2 separate regions of the Rattus norvegicus genome follow, and region 2 is linked to region 1. The links are chromatin contacts, called in public Hi-C maps. All regions are on one chromosome and are shown on one strand. The core of a region is the stretch at or near the end of the contact, and the rest is flanking DNA. Distances in the headings are between cores, read along the strand shown.

The links. A called contact is a pair of places that touch in the nucleus more often than the background predicts.
Region 2: a contact with region 1 is called in a Hi-C map of kidney, with 7 times the contacts expected there. The contact joins the promoter of Pex26 here to the enhancer-like site in region 1. A contact is called at or near these places in 11 of 12 Hi-C or Micro-C datasets (the A7r5 cell line, the Rat2 cell line, frontal cortex and 6 more) and 1 of 1 datasets of contacts at active chromatin or transcription factors (oligodendrocytes).

Annotation. Positions count from the first base shown.
Region 1 is chr4:155,864,101-155,868,090 of GRCr8, forward strand. It overlaps Mical3 (microtubule associated monooxygenase, calponin and LIM domain containing 3), which reads right to left. Exons shown (of 32, transcript NM_001415882.1): 21 at 3-241. Among named protein-coding and RNA genes, the nearest start is that of Bid, 58 kb to the left of the region's middle. Within about 2 kb of position 1,766, at least 2 of the 93 cell types and tissues checked have an H3K27ac peak or open chromatin away from gene starts, as enhancers often do. A contact at or near this core is called in kidney, where this site is marked.
Region 2 is chr4:156,085,062-156,089,051 of GRCr8, forward strand. It overlaps Pex26 (peroxisomal biogenesis factor 26), which reads left to right and starts at 1,932. Exons shown (of 5, transcript NM_001106618.2): 1 at 1,932-2,465. The coding sequence starts at 2,248.

The DNA.
Region 1 (3,990 bases), core at 516-3,015:
ACCTTCACTGGACTCCTCTTCCTCTTCATCATACTCCTCCTCGTCGTCTTCATATTCCTCCTCTTCCTCCTCTTCCTCAGGCTCGAAGTTCTTGGAGGCTTCCAGCTCCTCTTCACTCCTTCCCTTCAGAAGGGCATGGATCCTGACTGCCTCCTTCCAGGGAACCCCGCCCAGGTCAGAGGTGGGGAGCTGGTCCTCTTCATCCTCCTCTTCCTCCTCCTCCATCTCTGACTCAGAACTGCTGAGAGAAAGGAAGCACCCAGTTTGAGTGAAGGAACGACAGCAGGTGGAGAGGGACGGTTCAGAGCCACGGTCACAGGTAGCAGTTCCCAACAAGGCAATGGAGAGGAAGCAGTGACCAGGCCGCCCTTCGCCAGGCGGGGAGCAACCTGGCCCGTGGGGCACAGAGGCTACTCGCTGCACATCCAAAAGGGAGAGAAGGTCCTAGCTCGCCACTGTTTGGATGGAGGAACTCAACTGCACTCTATGTGGACTGGCTAGAAGCTTCCAGTGACAACCATGGTGGGTAGAGGTGGGGAGGAAGCCCCAAGAGGCTGAACCAGCGGCAGAAGAATCTCTCAGGGGAGAAGAGGGGAGAGGAGAGGAGGAGAGGAGGGGAAAGGAGAGGAGAGGAGAGGAGAGGAGAGGAGAGGAGAAGAGAGGAGAGAGGAGAGGAGAGAAGAGACGGTGAGGGTCTAACTATGTTTAAGCTGCAACCTCTATATGGAACATGCCACATAGGTAAAGTGCGGTAAAGGCCCACGCCCAGCACAGGGAGAGCAGAAACCCTGGACCACTTCTGTGGCCTCGTTCATTCTCCTCATTTGTTTCCTACACAGCACAAGGCCAGCTCGGCTTGGGATGGAGTCAGTGCTACTGATACAGGCAAGAACCCACCCTCTGTTCTGATTCAGGCCCTGCCAAGGAGGTCCAGCGACATGTGGGATGCAGTCATACATGGCCTTGCTAAAGAGGTTTCCAATTTGTTTCAGAGTTGTGAGTCTGTCCTCTGTCTGAAGATGCACTGAACCAGGTTGGACAAGAACGTGCCTTTACGACAGCACAGGACTTGGGGCCTCCCGGCTCCACAGGGATGAGGAGTGGGGTGCCTGGTGAGACTCAGCTTCCTGTGAAGGTGGGCTTAGCTCCTCGTGAGCCCCTTTGTATGTGGGGTGAGTCAAAGCCTGTGCTGGAAGGCGGGCACTGGTGCTCATTTCCGGAGCTCTGTCTGATGGGGTGATCTATGGTGATGTCTGACCACACTAAGTCTGAACGCAGGGACTGGTCACACTAGGAAGACCAAGGACTCCCCCCCTCCCCTAGGGGAGAAAGGAGACTTTAGGGTGACCTGAAGACTAGACTAACCACAAGGACTATCAAAAATGACTGCACATAATGGTGTCCCAATAAAAACCCCAAAGCTGCAGTGAAGGTGACATCACATGTGAAAACCAGGACAGTGGGCTCTCTGAATCTTCTAGCTTCCTGGACTTCTCATGAGAAAATCTTTCCATGGTGGGGTCTTAAACCTCTGCATCCGTCCCTGCACTGTATAGGCCATAGCCCGAGAACGTCAGCTTCCAGTAAGTTCTGGGTCCCTCTCAAGTGACTGAGTCCCATGGTGCTTCTGGTAAACTGTACTTGTGCGCTGGGTCAGAAATGAGGACGCAGTCCCTCTTGTTGGCTAACCAGCGCTCACAGGGACACAGTGACACCTCTACTACAGTCTGCGTATGCTCACCACCACCCCTGCCTCTGTTCTAGCGAGTCAATCATTAATGATCCTTTCCCGTGGCAACAGGGCCGAGCCATGAGCATGTCAAGTTCTGAGAACCCTCTTTTTTTTTTTTTTTTTTTAAAGATTTATTTATTTATTATATATAAGTACACTGTAGCTGTCTTCAGATACACCAGAAGAGGGCATCAGATCTCTTTACAGATGGTTGTGAGCCACCATGTTGTTGCTGGGAATTGAACTCATGACCTCTGGAAGAGCAGTCGGGCGCTCTTAACCGCTGAGCCATCTCTCCAGCCCCTGAGAACCCTCTTAAGCAGCTGAGCCTCATAAAGCTGAGGTCTACACAGGTAGGCCAGGCTGTGCCCGTCTCTCGGGTGTGGGGGTGATCTTAGACTGACTCTTACTTTCTTACACAGTTTACTCAGGCCCACAACCTCATTCATTCATGAGTTCTTTTTTTCCCCCTGAGGCAGGGTCTCACTATGTAGCCCAGGCTGGCCTGAATCTTCAGTCCTCTTGAGCGCTGGGGTTATAAGTATGTATTACCATATACTGCTCAAAGAACATTCTGAGACCTGCTACAGCTCAGCCAGTGGACACACACTCTCAGCTAAGGTAGAGCAGTCTTGTGTTGTACTCTCTGACTACTGGGAATAGCAAAGGTGACCCAGGAAAGACCATACATAGCATACAGTGTGCATTGGGAGGGTGTGTGTGTGTGGCAGAGACCTGGGAGGAGGCTGTTTGAAGTGTAAACCTAAGACTCGGACGGGATAGGCATGGTGGTGCATGTCTGTAACGCCAGAACCTGGCAGGCAGAGACAAGGGTCACTGCATGTTCAAGGCTAGCTTGTTCCAGTCCAGCCAGGGATACAGAGTGAGACCATGCCTCAGAACACACAAGGAAAGAGGAAAAGTAAGAAGAAACAACAGAAAACCTGGCGCCTGAATTCTGAATGCTTTCACCACTGGCTTACCTTGTCAATCAAGTGTGCAGTCAGTCAGTGCTGCTTAGCACTGCTCCTGTCTAAAGGGAGGGCATGGAGACTTTTGCACTTGTCTTACATTTTCTGTCCCTCTACCTCAGTGTGCCCAGCAGCTTGTCTAGACAGGCTGGGAGGGACCATGCCTGACATCCCAAGAGAGGGGCCTGAGTGCAGCCTGACCTCACCCATACCATGTCCTTAGGATGCCGCCCCAGACATAATCCGCGTGATGAATCCGTCCCTCTGCGATGAAGACAGTGAAGCCCCACGATGGCTGTTTGTGCCACTCCAGCTGGTTTTACGACAGCTCAGAGGTTGTGAGAGCCAAAAGGTCAGCCCCGGAGCATTCCTCTAATGGCTTTAAGTGTAAGCATTTCTGAGAGGCCTTTCTGTTTGTTTCTGCACAGCGGGTCTCCCTAGCTGCAGGAAGGACAAAGAGCCACCCACAGGAGCTAGTAAAGGCTTCCTTCAGGCTACCTTCACCACAGGACCTCTGGGCTAATTTGAGGGTTGCCCTGCTCTTACATCACACAAGATCCGAGGTGTAAATCCAGGACACCACACGCATGCCTGGCGAGGACGGTACCACTCAGCTACATCCAGCCTCAAGGCTCACGTTAGATCTCCCTGTTTACCCTGACCTGTAGGGGCTGAGGGAGGAACCAGCAGAAAGTGGGCCACTTTTTAAGTGAGGAGGATCCACACAGTAGCAAAAATCTAACAAGAATATCCACCCTCCTTCTTTCCAGCAAAGGGATGCAGTCTCCTAGGAGGGATGGGGACTAGGAGGCCTAGGTCGGAGATCCAGGGGTTCAAGGCCTGCCTAAGTTACGTAGCAAGTTAAGACCAGCCTGGGCAACTGAGTGAGACTCTATTTCAAAATAGGAAGGTAAACGTTAGACTGGGAGTGTAATTCAGTTCAGAGTTAGCCTGCAGAGCCACGGGTTCGATGCCTGAAGCACAGGGTACTTCCTGTATAGCGCAGGGTACTTCCTGTATAGCGCAGGGTACTTCCTGTATAGCGCAGGGTACTTCCTGTATAGCGCAGGGTACTTCCTGTATAGCGCAGGGTACTTCCTGTATAGCGCAGGGTACTTCCTGTGGAGGCACCCTGTCATATTTCAGGGCATTTCCTCTGGTCCCACTCCCTTGGCCACATGACCACACTGCTGTACAGCCAATCTTATGACTGAGCATGTCTAACTAAGGCTCATGGGAGTCAGGATTTCCAGCCCTGTGCCCAGGCTTTTAAGTGCTTCCCCCAGA
Region 2 (3,990 bases), core at 682-3,181, 220 kb after region 1:
CACATGTGTGTCATAGCACCTGTGTGTAGGCACACAAACACATGTAGAAAAATAGAATGTATATGTGAGATCCATTCATCTTATTTGATGTGTGCGACTGTTTGGCTTACAAGTATGAGAACTAAGATGGTTGTGAGCTGCTGTGTGGGTGCTGGGAATTGAACCCAGGTCCTCCACCAAAACAAATGCCCTTAACTGCTGAGCCATCTCTCCAGTTCCCAGTGGGGGAAAATTAAACAATATATATATTTTTAAACAAGTTACATCCTGGTTCTTTCACCTTACACGGTCACAGAACCAGGCTTTAACAGACTTGACATTTCTGTCTCAGCTGTGTGACGACCTTCTGCAGGCATTTAAAGGCTGCTGTGTCAGTGTTAGCAGTGAAAGAACAGCAATGTATGAATGAGCTGAGGCGGTCTTGGCCTAGCGCCTAGCTGTCTTACCCAGTCACTAAGGGAGCAAGGGATTCTACAAAAGCTTGGGAGAGAGTTCAGAAGACAGAGAACCACTAAGGCTGAGTATAAATGTGGAGGAGTGGGGTTGGGGATTTAGCTCAGTGGTAGAGCACTTGCCTAGCAAGCACAAGGCCCTGGGTTCAGTCCCCAGCTCCGAAAAAAAAAAAAAAAAAAAAAAAAAGAAAAAAGAAAAAAGAAAAAAAATGTGGGAGAGTTAGGAAATCCTGTCAGAAGAGCCCAGATACTGGTGATTTATGAGTCTGTGTAAAATGATTTAATAGGAAGCCAGGCAGGATAGTGCACTCCTTTAATCCCAGTACTAGGGAGGAAGAGGCAGACTGATCCTTGAGTTCGAGACCAGCCTGGTTTACAGAGTGAGTTCCTGGAAAGCCAAGGCTATACAGAGAAATGCCATCTCAACGAACAATATAAATACAACACATGAAAATATACATATATATTTATTTTTACATATCACATACATAAAACATCAGTTCTTACATTGGTCCAGTACTGTATTGAAGAATTGCATGACAACACGCGTGCATGGCTTTATTTTTATGACATCCTTATTTACACATACAACACAGGATCCAGGAGTTTGTGTAACTCACTTGTGTGTTGCTGGTTCATCTGCTGAATACAAATAACAGATCAGTTTTTTTTTTTTTAAAAGACTTTATTTTTTTTTTTTTTAAATTTATTTATTATATATACTATAGCTGTCTTCAGATACACCAGAAGAGGGCATCAGATCTCCTTACAGATGGTTGTGAGCCACCATGTGGTTGCTGGGAATTGAACTCATGACCTCTGGAAGAGCAGTCGGGTGCTCTTAACCGCTGAGCCATCTCTCCAGCCCCCATAACAGATCAGTTTTACCTGACACTCCATTCCGCCCTGACACTCCTTTCAGCCAAAAAAAAAAAAAAAAAAGTGCTTTCTTTGGTTTAACAATGTTTTCGTGACTTATTTGTTGTGTGACCTATCTCATCTGTAAATAGAATAATAGTTGTCCTTAACTCATAGAGATGAATAAATGAGACAGAAAGCGTTTTTGCACTCTGCCACACTTTATAGCATCATCGAACCCAGGAAAAGGAAATAGCCAGCTCCAGAGTTTTCCTTTTCTTTTTCTTCTTTTCCTGAGGTTACGAATAAAGGTGCAGGCAGCTCCACCTCCTTACTGAAATTTCCTCCGTCCGTCCTCTTCCGGTTAGCGAGGAATGGATCTTATTTCACAGGACAAAGGCATTTCACTAATGTTTCAGCTTCCCCATCTTTCCCACCGCGAAGCTGGTGATCTGGTGAGTTATTTCTGGAAGATGACAGTCTCTGGGAGCCAGAGGTTCCCCGAAGCTTCACAGGCCCAAGAAGCCAGGACTACAATTCCCAGAATCCTGAGCTCCAGGGCGCGCGCGTGCGCCGTAGTGGCGAAGGGAGTGGGGCGGAGTTGTCTATGGCCGTGAGTTCCCTGTGCACGTCTCTGTTGTCCCCCTCTCTACTCTGGGTGCTTCGGTGCTTCTAGCACAGGTCTATGGGTAGGAGGAACTAGTGCTGGGCCTTCCTTCGACAGCTTCTTAAGTTTTGAACAGGCCAGTCCCTCAAAGGTTAGGCTGTGCCTGGGTCCAGCGCCTTCATGTTCCTTCCCTAGAAAAAGATCTGGAGAGGCGTGGAGAGGAAGAGTGAGAGGCTTACGGGTCATTTACCAGGCCTACTCCGGATTTCCAGGAAGCTCCGAAGCTGTCCTCCTGACGTGTGAAGAAACCTGGTCGAAGCCAGGCTGGCTATGAAGAGCGAAGCTTCGACTTCTGCAGCCCCTTTGAAAGGGCTCGTGGGCCCTCTGCGGAGCAGCGAGCCCGCGCTCGCCCTCCCGGCTGTGTCACCCGCGGTGCACCTGCTGGAAGAGGCGGCCGACCTGTTGGTGGTGCACCTGGACTTCCACGCCGCACTAGAGACTTGCGAACGAGCCTGGCAGAGCCTGGCGGAGGAGCCCGCGAGTGGCACGTACGTGCTGGGCTGTGTTCCTTTTTGGGGAGGAGCTCGGTCTCAGAATTTCTGGCATTGCGAGATTGCGCCAAACACCTTGCCCTCCCTAGGGGATCCTCTCTGAGAGAGCCTGGTTGCTCATCCTGCACCCACAATACTGCACACTGAAGTCAAATCATGCAACAGTTTGGAGGGGCGCCACAGCCAATTCTTTACAGTGCAGGAGGACAGGGTGGACGTGTGTTAAGTGTTCAGTCGTGAGGAAGTTAAGTAAGCAGGTAGCAGCCTCCTTTAGGAACCCTCCTATAGGGTTGGGGATTTAGCTCAGTGGTAGAGCGCTTGCCTAGGAAGCGCAAGGCCCTGGGTTCGGTCCCCAGCTCCGGGGAAAAAAAAAAAAAAAAAAAAAAAAAAAAAGGAACCCTCCTATTGGGGTTGGGGATTTAGCTCAGTGGTAGAGCGCTTGCCTAGGAAGCGCAAGGCCCTGGGTTTGGTCCCCAGCTCCGAAAAAAAAAAAAGAAAAAAAAAAGAGGAACCCTCCTATTTATTCCTGGCCTTGGCAGATCATGGAAAATGGGTGTGTGGGGTGGGGGTGGGGGTACACTGTTCTGGTATTGTTGAAGGACTGGGTGAATTGCCTTTAGGAAACCCTTTCTTTAGATTGCTCTTTCTAATGCATTGGCCTCCTCTGGCAGCTGGGGGCACCATTTCTCTGTGGAGTATAAACCTTCACGGTGAGGAGGGAGTAGGCACAGTAGTCAGAGTTGACAGCAGAGAAACAAAAACTGGAGAGACTTGACTGTGCTTTTAGGGAGTATAAAGGGTGCACATTGAATGTTGAGGGCTTTGCTTTGTGGCCCTTGGATATAGTTTTTTTTTTTTTTAAAGATTTATTTTATTTATTTCATGTATGTGAGTACACTGTCACTGTCCTCAGACACACCAGAAGAGGGCATCAGATCCATTACAGATGGTTGTGAGCCACCATGTGGTTGCTAGGAAATTGAACTCAGGACCTCTGGAAGAGCAGTCAGTGCTCTTAACCACTGAGCCATCTCTCCAGCCCTTAGATATAGTTTTACTTTTTATTTATTTTTATTTTTCCTTTTCATTTTGAGACAGGATTTCTATGTGTAGCCCTGTCCTGCAACTCACTGTGTAGACCTGGCTGGATTCGAACTCAGATATCCACCTGCCTCTGCCTCTTAAGTGCTGGGATTAGAGTAATGCCACCGCTGCCCGGCTGGACATAGATGATTCTAAAAGATCACTTAAGTTCCGATAGGAGCAGCCAGCCAGAAGCCTCACTCTAAGCCCGTTTCTCAGTTAGCACACTCTCAACTCCCACTCTCTGCCAGTGCGCACCCGCTTGCTACATGTTCGAGGTGTGCTGTTCCCACAGGATTACCTTCGGTTTGTTCAGTTCTCCTTCCATTCAGATGCAGAGATGTGTGTTGTGCTCTAAAAGGTTTCCAGAACTTAACTTCAGGGTGGGATGGCAGCCCATGAGACCTGTGGTGAGGCCTGGGCCAATAAATAACAGAAA